Regions from separate parts of the Zea mays genome. Here region 2 is linked to region 1. Evidence: chromatin contacts called from public Hi-C data. All regions are on one chromosome and are shown on one strand. Each heading gives the region's core, a stretch centred on a gene start, on an enhancer-like site or on the middle of the called end of the contact. The rest is flanking DNA. Distances are from core to core; before and after follow the strand shown.

Evidence for each region. A called contact is a pair of places that touch in the nucleus more often than the background predicts.
Region 2: a Hi-C map of leaf shows a contact between it and region 1, with 6 times the contacts expected there. The contact joins the enhancer-like site here to the promoter of LOC100283815 in region 1. A contact is called at or near these places in 2 of 25 Hi-C or Micro-C datasets (ear and leaf).

Annotation. Positions count from the first base shown.
Region 1 is chr7:149,398,176-149,405,134 of Zm-B73-REFERENCE-NAM-5.0, forward strand. It overlaps LOC100283815 (glucan endo-1,3-beta-glucosidase, acidic isoform), which reads right to left and starts at 3,533. Exons shown (of 1, transcript NM_001156713.1): 1 at 2,121-3,533. The coding sequence starts at 3,363. The coding sequence ends at 2,317. LOC103633092 (pantothenate kinase 2) reads left to right here. Exons shown (of 23, transcript NM_001347107.1): 19 at 648-731; 20 at 827-1,021; 21 at 1,127-1,198; 22 at 1,584-1,696; 23 at 1,791-1,954. The coding sequence ends at 1,673.
Region 2 is chr7:149,469,265-149,476,223 of Zm-B73-REFERENCE-NAM-5.0, forward strand. It overlaps LOC732820 (LON peptidase 1), which reads right to left. Exons shown (of 17, transcript NM_001112433.2): 15 at 6,628-6,873; 16 at 6,401-6,502; 17 at 5,653-6,159. The coding sequence ends at 6,076. Among protein-coding and RNA genes, the nearest start is that of LOC732820, 11 kb to the right of the region's middle. Within about 2 kb of position 3,342, at least 17 of the 20 cell types and tissues checked have an H3K27ac peak or open chromatin away from gene starts, as enhancers often do. A contact at or near this core is called in ear and leaf, where this site is marked.

The DNA of each region.
Region 1 (6,959 bases), core at 2,283-4,782:
ATTCAAAGATTTAACCTTGAATATGAGTGCATAGAAAATAGCTATTGATGTGTCTGAACCTTGACTTGTGGTTTCTGTTGGGTTTTAGCTCTAACGTACCCCAACTTGCTTGAGACTAAAGACTATTGTTGTTGAAGATATGGACTCCATGAAAAATCTGGAAGATATCCTTGGTGAATGTCGCGATACTTTCTGAAAGATCTTATTTTTTACAGCCTCTAGCTGAGTTGGTTAGGTGGTCTAAGTAGCACTTCTCAGGTACTGGGTTCGACTCCTCGTGTGAGCGAATTTCAGGTTATGGTTAAAAAAAAATCATCGTCTATCCCACACCAAATTCATCGTCGTTCTCACATAAGCTACGGTGCCGTTGTGTATGGTTGCCCAGGGGTTCGGGAGTTTTCTCGACCTATGTGAGAAGGTCTTCTTAATATAATATCGTGGGGGTGGTCTTACCCCTGCAGGTCGAGTTTTTTTTATTTTTGACAGCCCATGGCTGAAAAATGGAGATGATTTTAGCTTTCCGACTGACCGTGTAAAATAATCATAGAACTGAAGGAGACCTTCAATTTTATCCCATTTGGTGATTACTTATGGAATATACAATTGTCATAAATTTTCTATTGATAATAGATGTTTAATTTGATCAGGTAGTTCTTGTTGCAAATTCGTTGCCGGCTTTGAATGATGTTACCGCTAATGAACTTCCAGAAGTTATAGCTGAAGCCTCAAAGGTACAAAGTGGTGCTACCTTGCCATTTAGCTGCATTATTTATCGTTGGCAGCTCTAAGTTCATATAATGATATAACTCATGATAATGTATCACAGCACTGTGGTATCCTTCGGAAAGCTGCAGAAGCTGGTGGATTGATAGTCGATGCAATGGCTGGCATCCAAGATGATCTCAAGGATGAGACAGTGTCAGTGCCACTAATGGTTGTTGAGAATGGATGCGGCAGTCCATGTATTGATTTCCGGCAGGTTAGCTCAGAGCTTGCTGCTGCTGCAAAGGATGCAGATTTGGTAAGAAGGCTGTAGCATTTGAACTGAATGCATTTTCTCATGCAAAAATCGTTTGCAATGTTCTGTTATTTATAATATGTTGGCTTGCTTTCCAATACAATGCAGTTAATTTTAGAAGGCATGGGGCGATCACTGCATACCAACCTCAATGCCCGTTTTAAGTGTGATGCTCTAAAGGTACTTGTTTCTTTCTGCAAACCTTACCTATTTGTTGCTACACAAGTACGCAGGCAACCTTGATAGTTCTAAGGGCCTAGAAATTTCCTCATCTTACAAAGAAGGAATCATAGATTTTGCATTTAAGATTAAGAAAAAAAGGATGTGCAGTACATTTTATGGTTAGATCAGTTGCAGATCATAATTACAACAATATTTTCAGTCATAGACACTGAACTGCACTCCAAATTCCAATGATTTTAATTACCAATGTAGCTTTAACTGAAGCTGGAACTTCCTTACATTTCTATCAGTTTGCTGGAGCTAAGGAGCAGAATATCTAATCAGTGTTATGTCCCACCTAATCATGTATGCCATTTTTTACATGTCGAGCTTTTATGCGCAGCTTGCTATGGTCAAGAATCAGCGATTGGCAGAAAAACTCTTCAATGGGAGTCTATACGACTGCATCTGTAAATTTGAACCAGTTCCTTAACAACATGGTAGCGACTGCGGAGGGTTGGTATTGCTCACTAGTTTTTCCACGGCATTGCTCAAATCTGGTATCTGTTCTTCAGTTTAATCACCCGTTTTCAGTTGTGTCATCTTGCAGCAACTAGCAGAAGCAGCTTGATTGGTGTAGCCGGTGAGACAGAAACAATCATACAGCGTACGGCATAACCGATCCTTCCATGTACGGGGTACAAGAAACGCCCTTTCAATAAAACAATAACAGTGTTTTCTGAAACGATATAATAAAGGCTCTAAAGGCTCTTTCCAGAAATATTGAAGGGAAAAGTTTGAGCCAGCAACTGGAGTTCGTGTTTAAGCCAGAACTAGTTAGCAGCCTACCATGGCGAAAGTAACATACTCGAACCAATCTTGGAAAGATCCTGTCATTCTTGTGCCATGCTCGAATCAATCCATAAATTGTTCAGACACTGCCGGGACAATGCCATCACTCAAATGCTAAGAATCAGTTATTAGTCTTCGCATGTGGGCAACTATAATAAATCAATAAACGACACAGTAGTCACGAGACATGTAAAACAAGAGGGGATGTGAGGCATTTTTTCTTCAGCATACACCAGTTGATCCACTAATCAACAAGCCGTCCATCGCTCCAGAAACTACCAGCTCTAGGCAAAGTTGATGTCATACGCCTTACTGCCGTCCGCCCTGAAGATGCCAAAGTGGCGCTCGAACTCGGGGCCGGGCTTGCCGTCCTCGTCGTACAAGTCGAACAGGAACACCTCCACGGGCACGCCGGGCCGCTTCGGCGTGCCGACGCCGCGCGCCGCCCTCTCCACAATCTTGGCGTTGTACGCTGCGGCGTTCTGCGGGGTGGCGGCCGGGTGCCCCGCGGTTGGCCACCCGGTCTCGGTCACCGCGACCGGCACGCCGTCGAACCCCTCCTTCTCCAGCGCGGCCACCAGCGCGTCTACCGTGGCGTCGAACAGGTTCGTGTACACCAGCGCGCCGTCCTGCACCGGCGCCGCGCCCGCTCCGAAGAGCGCGTACGCGAGCTGCACGTTCGCCGGGTCGTTCACGTGGCTGATGAAAGGGTAGGCGTTCACCATGAAGGGCGCACCGGTGTCGGCCAGGAACCGCAGCATGGGGCGGAGGACGGGGAGGGAGGCGGCGTCGAACGCGCCGGCGGAGGGCGGGTACGAGGCGGCCAGCACCGAGGAGGCGTGCGCGGAGGAGACCTTGACCCTGCCGTCCAGCCCCAGGGTGGCGAGCGCGGCGTGCAGGTTCCGCATGGCCGGCACGAGGTGAGGCGCATAGAACTGGTTGTTGTACAGCACCTCGTTGCCGACGGCGAGGCACCGGACGCGCTCGGCGGGGGCGTGGGCCAGGACCGCGGACCGCAGCCACTGCGCCGCGCCCTCGGGCCCCGCCGCGGCCAGGAAGGTGAGGTTCTCGTTGGGCACGCCCACCATGAGGTCGATGCCCGCCGCGGCGAAGGCCGGGAGCACGGCCGGGTCCGGCAGGAAGAGCCGCGCCTTGGTGATCCCGTTCCGCTTGAGCAGTGCCGCGGCGGCCGACGGCGGCGGGAGGTTACTGCCAACGCGGCCGTGGCAGATGCCGATCTTGCCCGCGTCACCGGCCGCCGCCGCCACTGCCATCGACGCGACGGCGAGGAGGACGTGGCCGAGAAGACACAAGGCTATTCTCGTGGCCATTGGTGAAGGAAAGAAGGAAGGAAGAATGCCACGCTTTGGTTGTGTTGTCGCCGTTAAATAGATTCTGCTTTGGCAAGAATTGTATGGTTCTGGTTGCTTGTAGTTGTAGTTGTGGCAGATCGAGGAAGTTAAGGTTGAGACTTGAGGATGGGCTTTGTGGCAGATCCACGTGGGTCACTGCTTGGTTATGATGCTTATGGTCTTTTGATGGGCTGTTTGGATCGGGTTGGTAGTGGCCGTTGACACACATAGCCGTTGGTTTTTCAAACTATGCTTTTGTGCTAAGCAAGGAACGGCCGTACCTGAGAATCTGATATGCACGCCCACTGGCACGCGCGGGGCTGAATTTTGAAATGGCAAGAAAAAACGTCCACATTGATCAAACCGTTGCTGTGACTACTAGGTTGCGTTTGTTGGCAAGCAGTCCTTCTGTGCAAGCGTGCAAGCAAACCATCTGATCCATTAGATCGTGATTCAACCGTAGGTCACATTTAACACTTAAACCCTTCCACCACCAGCTCAATAATCTTTATAAAAAACTCCCTAACAAATCATAGTTGTATCTGTGGTTGGATCGTAATCTAATGGATCAGATGGTTTGATTGCACGCTTGCACAGAAGGACTGCTTGCATAACAGTCGTTACCGCGTTTGTTTGTAATTATAATATGTCTAGATTATTAGTTTAAAAGTTGTTGGATTATATAATCTTAGCATATTATAATTCTAAACAAACACTCCATAAGTCTCCGGACGCTTCATAGTCTGCAGGGATGACAACGACTAAGATATGCGGGCAGAGACAAGGACACACTCATGGTCACCAGAGAAAAAAAGATATCATTATTCACATCCACTATCCATCCAGCGATGAAGCTAAAGCGAACCAAAGCAGGGTGCAAATGACTTGATGGTGTATAGTAATAACTCATAGATGGTGCGTATATAGTGAAAATTTGGTCTAAATCACTAGTTTTTAAAATTTTCGTGGGTGCATGTCCATTCACCATCACCTACATAGCTACGCCCCTGTATCCATCATACGTGTAAAATTATTCTATGCCCGTCACCCACAAGGATAATGGGTATCCATCCATCAGGTACCTATGCCTATCAATATTTTAGTAGACATGATCAGTTTTAATCGCAACAGTAAGAATAAAATTCAAAATATGAAAGCCACAAACATCATCAATAATGAAGATGCTACAATATCATACTATTTGTCTCTATCATAGACTTTTGGCGTTTTATACGGAACACTTAAGTTTTTAGAAGGCACCGGACATGCGAAAGGACCTAGATGGCTAGACGAGGTCAAATAGCCTATTAAGGAATTATTGTACAATTTTTTTATTTCAACTAGAGGCAATATATATGATTATGTGGAAGCGATTTCATGTTTTAGTTTTGTTTTAGACTATTCTTCTAAATACACTAATAGCTTGTGAAAGATCTATATGATTAAGCTACTTGATGATAAGAGAAACAATGTTACACAATAAGTAGATGAAATACTACAAGTATATGTAACTGGAAGCATAGTTTGGAGTGTAAACCATATGAGACAAGTGATGACATGATCTTTATCCCTGAGGCTCGGTTGCTTGCTGACAACCGACATCCTTATTATGGTTAGTCCAAACTAGGTGATTCACATGTTAATTGGTATTATGCCTAGCCTACAATAAGGGTTCTATAAGAATCGCACTAATGAAACACTCCAACAAAGCCATGATATTACTAGAGTTGGCATTTACTAATCTTCCACATGGATGACCACAAGAGCCTCTGACAATTGATGATCGAAGTCAATAAAAATCACAAAATCCGCTCAACAATCTTTTGCTGCCTTCAAGCCATCTAGGTGGGCGACAACCACCAATGGTAAAAAATCTCGTAGCTTAACCACCATGGGAGCCAGTTTGTCTCTCATAACATCGGCAAAGGACTTTGTTGAAGTCGCACTCCATAGATGCCCAACAAAGTTCGTCGGATTGTGGAATTTCGTGGGGGTTATTCTTTGATTTAGGGTTTGAGAAGGGAATCAAATTCTCTTCCATTGGTGGAGCGTGAAGGCATGGAGGCAAAGAGGTATCTGATGCGCTGACTCAAGGTCACCCCTAACTCATGCTTACCATCCTCCTTATTGCTTTCACATGGACCTAACTGCCCTAGGATTTTCAAATGATTCTCACCTTAGGGCTTGTTCGGTTGTGTCTAAATCGAAGTGGATTAGAGGGAATTAAATCTATCTCTAGTCAAAATTGAATAGAATGGAATTAATCTCCCTCAATACTCTTCGATTCAGACGCAATCCAACAAAGCTTTAGGTGGTGTTTAGAACCATGGCCCCTAACCGTAACCACTTCCTTGCTCGTGTTCCTTGTCATCTTCTGCCCTCACGTGCCAAACTCTAGTTCTTATCCACTCTGTCATTGCTGAGGAAGTAAAGCTTGATTGGAACTTGCTTGATCTTAACCGCGGGGAGGGGAGGAGTGGGCCATGCACCCTCTTATTAGTCTTGTACAATTTTTTTATATCTAATGATCATTTACTATTAAATATAGAAAAAAATGAAGTTTTGTATATGCTAAGGCTTTGTTCCAAACCGCTGAAATAGCGACTAAAATTAGCGGGACATGTTAGAGCGACAAAAAAGCGATTATTTTTCTAATATTAATTTTAGGGTTAATGTTGGAGCTCATTTTGAGCAGGGCGGACGGTCCGGACGGTCCGCGCCTGGGGGCCGGACGGTCCGCGCGTAAGCAGAGCAGTTTAGGGTTCCGAGTTTTGTGCTACGGTTGTTAGCTAAATTCGCGGGATTCACTCGGAAATTTGTTTGTAACGGGTCCAGCCCTCCTCCTCTATAAATAGAGAGGTCTACGGCCGATTTGAGACGACGAATCGAACCTTCAATCAATACAATTTACATTTTATCTTAGGAGTAGTTCTAGTCTAGTTTAGGTTTAGTCTTCCAATCCCCAAATTCTCCGCCTCTCCTCGACTCTACGTCGATTAGAGGAGTCTAGGTCGGCCGGCCCGAGCCTAGACACCACCTAGGATCTCTACTCCCCGACGGGGTCCCTCCCGGGAGCGAGATCCAGGCGCCGTCGGCGATCTTCCGCCGCCCCTGCGTACGCGCGGACCGTCCGGCCCCAGGGCGTGGACCGTCCGGCCGTCAGGCAGGAGCCCTAGCCGCGCACCAGGCCGCGGACAGTCCGCCCTTGCGCAGAGAGCACCACCGCGCCTCGCACCAGGTCGCGGACCGTCCGGCCCCTGCGTGCGGACCGTCCGGCCCTGTGCAGAGGGCACCGCCACGGTTCTTGTTGAGTGTTTGGCGCTCCGAAAAGGCGTCAACATACTTTTTGGCGACTCCGCAGGGGAAAACACATCTAGGCTCATCAAATCGGCCCTCAATGGCCGGTTCAAGGGATAGCTCTGATATTTCTCCAAGCAACATCATAGAGCCGACTTGGGAAACCTTGTCAGCTGACGAGCAGCTCCAGTTTGAGGAGCACAAGGAGCGGATGATCCAGGAGGCGAAAGCAAAATTCTTGGCCAATTTCAAAGTGGACAGGAACAACAAGGTCGTCC
Region 2 (6,959 bases), core at 2,092-4,591, 71 kb after region 1:
TTAGTGTGTCACCTACTAAAGATAATACATTATCTTATGGTGGTACATGCTAAGATGCCCAACTATAATGTTTCAATCAATCAAAGAAGCAAATCAAGCATTTATCATCAGAACAATCAATCAACATTTTTTTAATAGAGAAAATAATTTTAGTTTTGTCTTAGGTCTCCTATCTCTTAAAAAGTTCATAAATGTAGGATTCCAAGGTGTGAATTCCATCTTGTCTTAGAGTTGAAAAGATAAGAGTAATCAGAGTATGACAGCACAAGGTGAGACAGGATCAAGATAAGATAAGTATAGAATGAATCAGAGTAAGGTAAGTAGGTAAAGGTTGTCCATTTCTATCTAGGTTTCGTCCTACAGTCAACATTTCCTCTGATACCACTTCTGTCACACCCAGCTTTAAGGGACAAAGCCAGGTGCATCTCATACATGCGCCAAGAAGACAACATATATAATAACAGAGTGCATAGAGATAAATGTCACAATAATCAGAGTACTTATTACATAACGGAAGTCTTACAAAATAAATTATAAATATAAAACGAACTAAGGATCGTCGGCGCCAATATCAACTGAGAGACGCCACCTAGATCAGATCGAACTCCTCGCCTTGTGGCTCCTCCTGAACCACCTGCTCTTCTCCTGTGGGGGGGTGTGAGACAGCAAGGGTGAGCTCACACATGTTCATCGCTCAACAAGTTGTGGGGAATAATGTGACATGAACTCACAAAGGTGAGAGTTCATGTGATGTGTAAGGCTAATCAATGACAGGGGTTAAAGCTGGGCATTGCTTTTATAAGTTGGTCAAAATTTTATTAGCAGTTACTAAGTGTAAGTGAATACCAAACCATAATAAAATAATAGAACAAAATTAATAACAAATCCCATGCAAATGCAAATGACAAATTGAGTTTAGGTTCCATAATTTAATCATCAGAGAGTCCTGAGTCGCTCATGACCGTGAGCTCGACTAGTATACCAGTTTTACACTCTGCAGAGGTTGTACCCTTTACCCACAAGTCGTGTTTCCCATGTCGCCAGGGTTAGCTAGGCCTTTAGACACTACCAAGGTGAATGGCTAGGGATCCACTACGAGGCCTTTACAAAGTTCCACTAGCTTCCGAAAGCCCGCTACAGTTTATGGGAAGAGCACTTGCAAGAATCCCCCGTCTGACCGCCATCGCAGCAAAATCAACCCGAGAACCTCCTTGCATGCAACTCCCCTACTGCCCTTGCCCTTTCGGGTAAGGTAGTCTTCCACTAGCTTTCCTAATTAGTTAGCCAAGGGGTCCCATTCCTCCCTTGTGGTGGCACGTGTTTCTCAAGTTAAGCTCCATGTTCCAATTAACAATAATATAATGATCTTGACATGAACATAAATAGAATAACAAAATAACTGGAACATGGATATAATAAATGATTATCCCAAAACCATATAAAGCAATAGCAAAAACTACCCATGTGATTCAGGGGTAAACAAGGTAATGAGATAAACAATCTAGGGTGACCTATTGGGTCCCATCAAAATTAAGCTTATGCATGGTAAATGATTATAAAGAACATTATTGGGTAACAAAAGTGAATCAAGGGCACAACTTGCCTGACACTTGAGATTCCAGGTACCAACTTGCTTTTCAGCTGACACGTGTCCTCGCGCTAGTCATAGCAATACAAACAAACATGGCATAGATAAAATTAACATCACACCAAACATAAGAACAAACTGAATAATAAAGATCTATGCGAAGTTACGAGATCGCGGGAACGAGAACTACTAAGATCGGAGTCGTGGTTAAGGAGTTATGATTTTATGTAGTTATTAAGTACCTAGAATAGAGTAATTCATGGGAATAATTTTAAATCAAGTTTCATGGTTAGATAAAGGTACTAGGTGATAAACAATATTTAAACAAAATAAATGCCACTGGAATGAATCAATTTGGAGTTATATATTTTAAATTATGAATTTCTGATGGTTTTATGTGCTTGAAATAGTATTAAATGAGAGATTAATTTTCTTACTGTTTTCATGTCAAAACAGAGATACTATGTTATAAACAATAATATTATGGAATTATAGAAATTGGAATGGGTCAATTCGAAGTTCATATGAATTTTATATGAATTAAACAAACTCTAACCATAAAAAAATAGATTTCTAATTCCTTTTCCTGGATTTCCTATTTAATGGACTGGGCATACTAATATTAGAAAGTGCAGGGGTCCTTGTGTAAATGTTTCCAAGACCCAGGTGCCCACTACTGTAGGACCGCGGGTTTATTCTTGATAAACAGAGGGACTCTTTTGAGATGTTGCCACGCGAAGGGGTATCTACCTACTAGAGCTGTCAGATCCCATCTGAACGACCAGGATTACATCTTGCTACAATAGAATTGGTGTGGATCCCAAACCATCCAATTTCGATCCTACGCTTCGGATTTAATGAGGCCAAGACCCGACTCCGATCGCCGATTGACGGACGGACGGTCACGATCTACATCCCTCCCACAACCATCAACCTGGATTCGATCCCCATCGTGTATCGCAAGATCGACGGCCAACCATACATCCTGGCCGAGCCGTACCCTAGGCCAAATCTTCACCGTCACCCCAGAATCCGAGGCCCACGAGCTCATCACCTACCTCCCGACAGACAACGAACGGCGATCTCCATCGGAGATCGTTGAGCGGTCCGCTGGCCCAGACGCAACCCATCCTATGTACTATGACGTGATGCAATGCTTGATGAAGGCGGATCTACAGGGGATAGTCCATACCATGAATCTGGTGACAGCCTGTCCTGGGCGCGGTGGAGATTGGTTCACAACGGAGTTCATCGTCGATGGGGGTATTTCCGAGGTCTTCTTCGCAAAGCCCGATACCCCGCACGACTTCAATCACTGGGATCACGAGCACCCTCCACCGACGACCCACCCAATCAACAGAGAGGGCAGTCACCAGAGAAGCTGACGGCGATGTGCAGCCCGTACTCCGGTCCAGTGAGCTAACGTTTGCGACCGTCAATGACTCCAGCTGGTGTTACAAGGCGGTCGTGGGGGTGGGTTCAGAGGGTAGGCACGAGAGAGTATTCCCCCCTCTTATCCAGAGATCCCAGGGAATCGGGCGCAGGTAATCCGCGCGCCACGGCCGGTGGTTACGGAGAGTTCCGCTTCCTAGGCAGGCGATCCGGAGGGGATATATCTCACAACTCGGTCCAAGGACGCAGCGACCCAGGGGGTTGTGTACGCGAGGGAGCCACTGTTCACGGGGTCCACCACACAGAAGCTGGTGCGAGATAAACGCACGCGTGGCGTTAGTACTGGCAGGCGGGCCCGGCCCACGTGGCTGTGAACTTGAGTCTGGCAAGTGGGGCATGTCGGTCAGCCCAGGGCTAAGGGCGCGCACGGTAGACGGGATGGGCCGCGTAGGGTTTGCTTCTGGTGGGCCGAAATAGGTGCCCCGAGCCCAGGTAGAGTTTATTCCTTCCTCTTTTTCCTTTTATGTTTTCTTTTTCTTTTCTTCCTTTTAAATTTTAGATTTCAAATTTGAATCTATTTTTGTGTGAAGATCAAACTCAGGCTAATTGTCCAAATCTTCATAACCATATGAACAAATTTTTATTTATTTATGTCTTTATTTTATCCTATTTGTTTAGTATTTTCTCATCCTTCTCAAATTATAGAATTCTCTTTAGAATTCAATCTCCAATTTGGGTGTCCACATATTTCTTTTATATTCTAAATTTCCCTTTTTGAAACTTTAATATATTTCTGGTCATATTGTTTTTATATTGTCACCAAATGCACACAAAAATAAAAAAATCCCAGCATGATGCATAATTTATTGTTTGGTATCTTTTGTTATTTGTTTATTTGTTTTCATGTGATGTTCTCATGAAATGATAAATATAGATCACACACACATATATAAAGGAATAAAATTTCTCTTTTTAGTCTTTTCTTTTTAGATTGTCCTGTGCACTAGGAACAGGGGCCCTAACCGCTAGTTCCAGGTGGCACTATGAAGAGAAGAGCATCGGACTGTCCGGTGTGAAAAGCCTACGCGCCAACGGTCACCTGCGGTGTCAACCCAACGGCTAGGCGCACCGGACAGGGGCACCGGACTATCTGGTGTGCCACAGAAAGCAGCATCTTTTCTCCAATGACTAGTTTTGTGTTGGGGACTATAAATACACCCCAACCGGCCATTCCAAGGTGTGGGAGCGCAAGCAACATACCAAGACATATTATAGACATTTCTAAGTGCTCAAACACCCAAGTGCTTAATAGAATCACTCGATGATTAGCGTAGGTGTTTTGCGAAGTGCTTAGTTTAGTTAGACCGCAATAGCGCTTGCTCTAGGTGAATCCTAGTTAGTTGAGTGAGTTTAGATAAACCACATAACCCCTCGGCTCTTGTGCGAGCCATTGTAATTGTACCGAGTGGGGCCGAGAGTCTTGCGAAACCGTGACAACCGTGTTTGTGTCATGGCCGCCACCGTGTACCGGAGGGAACGAGGCCCGCGGCGTTTCGGCCGGAAGCTCGATAGTGGAGACGGCAGGGAGCGTCCGAGAGGAGCCGGAAGCGGAGCACCACTTACGTGTGAAGAAGACCCGCGTATCTTTATGAAGCTACTCGACTGAGGTGCTTGGCCCTCGCGTGGGCTTCCCTTTGCGTAGGGGCACCAACGATGATTAGTCAAGACTTTGCGTGGTTATGGATACCTCGGTAAAAATACCGGCGTCATCCACGAGAGTTTGCATCTCTATCTTGCTCTTTAAGTTTCCGCATTTATATTAAGCATTTAAGTTTCAATCTTATATTCATACTCATATAGTGTAGATTGAAACGTAGCCATTGCGGTAGAGATAGCAACACTTAGACAAAACCTAATTTACACATTATAGTTTAATTATTTGTATAGATGTTGCTCTATGTATTTATTTGTGGCCTATTTTAGTGAAAGTTTTAGAAGTCCTAATTCACCCCCTCTTAGGCGTCATCTGTTTTCTTCAGTCCCTATAAACAGCGCTACAGTGCATAGGAGGCAGATTTTCTTTACGATCTATAGGCGTATTTTTCGTTGGATCGCTAGCATTCAAAGCTGTCAGGGCAACGGCAAGGACGTTTTTGAATTGCCTTCGAGCATTCGATGGTACCTTTGTAATATCATGAATAAAGAAAGGGTGAGACATGGAATTGTCCTTATACTTACATGTTTTCTCATAAAATACCCTTATATGTCTTGACCTTCTCTTGATTTACCCATATTAGTTTTAAGGGGATTAAAGGTGGAAGGAACCATATTACTTTAACTATGTTATTTTGTTTTGATTCTTTCCAGGTGACCAACATTTAGCTTCGCCAACTTCTTTAGGATCTCTGTCTCAATCAATTGCTAGCGTGCATGTTGTCCACTGTGACAATTTTAACGTCATCTACATGATAATGGATTCTGTACATCACGTCGCACAAAAGCACATCATAATCGACACCCATTTCTTACTTAAGAAGGCTGCTTTTGAGTCTAAGTGCAGTTATGTGTGGATATAATCAATGAGCAAAGGTTTGCGGATATAATTAACGAGCAAATGTTTGCATTTTCGGTTGTTTATTGAAGAAATGTGAATATGCACATTTTGTAACAAGTCACCCAACCCTAAAGTACGTATGATATTTCTCAATCTCTTTGGCTTTCACAACCTCGGTTTAACTATGTTTCCCTGGAATAGATTACATAATATTACATATACACTCAAATTATCGACAGAAACCCACCAGTGTTCCTACCAGATTTGTGTTGCTGTTGCATCTGTGCATAAATACCGACAGCTGGTTTCACATAAATATGCAGGGAATCCCACTATCCCAGCAGAGAATCTTCTCGTTATTCTCAGAATTCTGACCAGTAATCCTGTATACACATTCCAGACGCGAAGCCAAACCGAAAAGGGCGTGCCAAGACCTGTGCTGGCAAGAGAGCTAGGCTCTTACTCTCACACTGTTGACCATTCGTGGTACTGTGACGATGATCCTCTCAAGCAAACATCCATACCAAACGCGACTTGGGTGCTACAACTTGGAGCGTGATCTAAGTGGGCATCGGCCTTCGAAAGCATGGTCGAGTACTTCCTCGATGCGCTTCACAAGCAGAATCTGACAGCAGAAAAATATATTTGATAAGCACCGAATTAAAAGGCCGGTTTCACCAACTACTTCCAAAATTACATATTAAGAGGTTTTATGTTTGAATCTAGTTTGTGGATGCCCCTAAACTGCAGGAAAATCTAGCTTTAGTTTTAGTAGCTCCAAGGTTCAGAAATCGTCGAAGATCAAACAACACCTTAGTACCAAAAAGCTGCCCAAGCAACATGCAAACAACAATGCAACAACATACCTCCATGTCGGAGAGAATTGGTAATGGAACCTCTGATAAGTCCTTCAAGTTCCTTTCAGGTAAAATTACTCTCTTGATTCCATAACGATGTGCCGCAAGTACCTAAATTCCAAAGGATTGTGGAATTAAACAAAGCAGAAGGGTACCGGCTCAAAAATGATTAAACCTTCCACATTTTCAAAGTAGAAGGATAAAAAAGAGAACGGGGTTAGGCAATGACCAAGCACCTTGTCCTTAACACCACCAACTGGCAATACAAGGCCCCTTAGAGTCATCTCGCCAGTCATAGCAGTATCTGCTCTGACTTTTCTGTTACTAAAAAGCGACACCAGTGCCGTTACCAATGTCACACCTGCAGAAGGGCCATCCTTTGGCACAGCACCAGCAGGAAAATGTATGTGGATATCACGGCTCTCCAATAAGTTGATATCAGAAGTAGGTGACAAATTGAGGTCAGCAGCTCTTGCTCTCACCTGTAAAAATCAAGGTCGTATTGTAGTAACAAAACAACAACTTATTCGATTTAAGATGTCCCGACATGCAAAACTAATCAATTAAG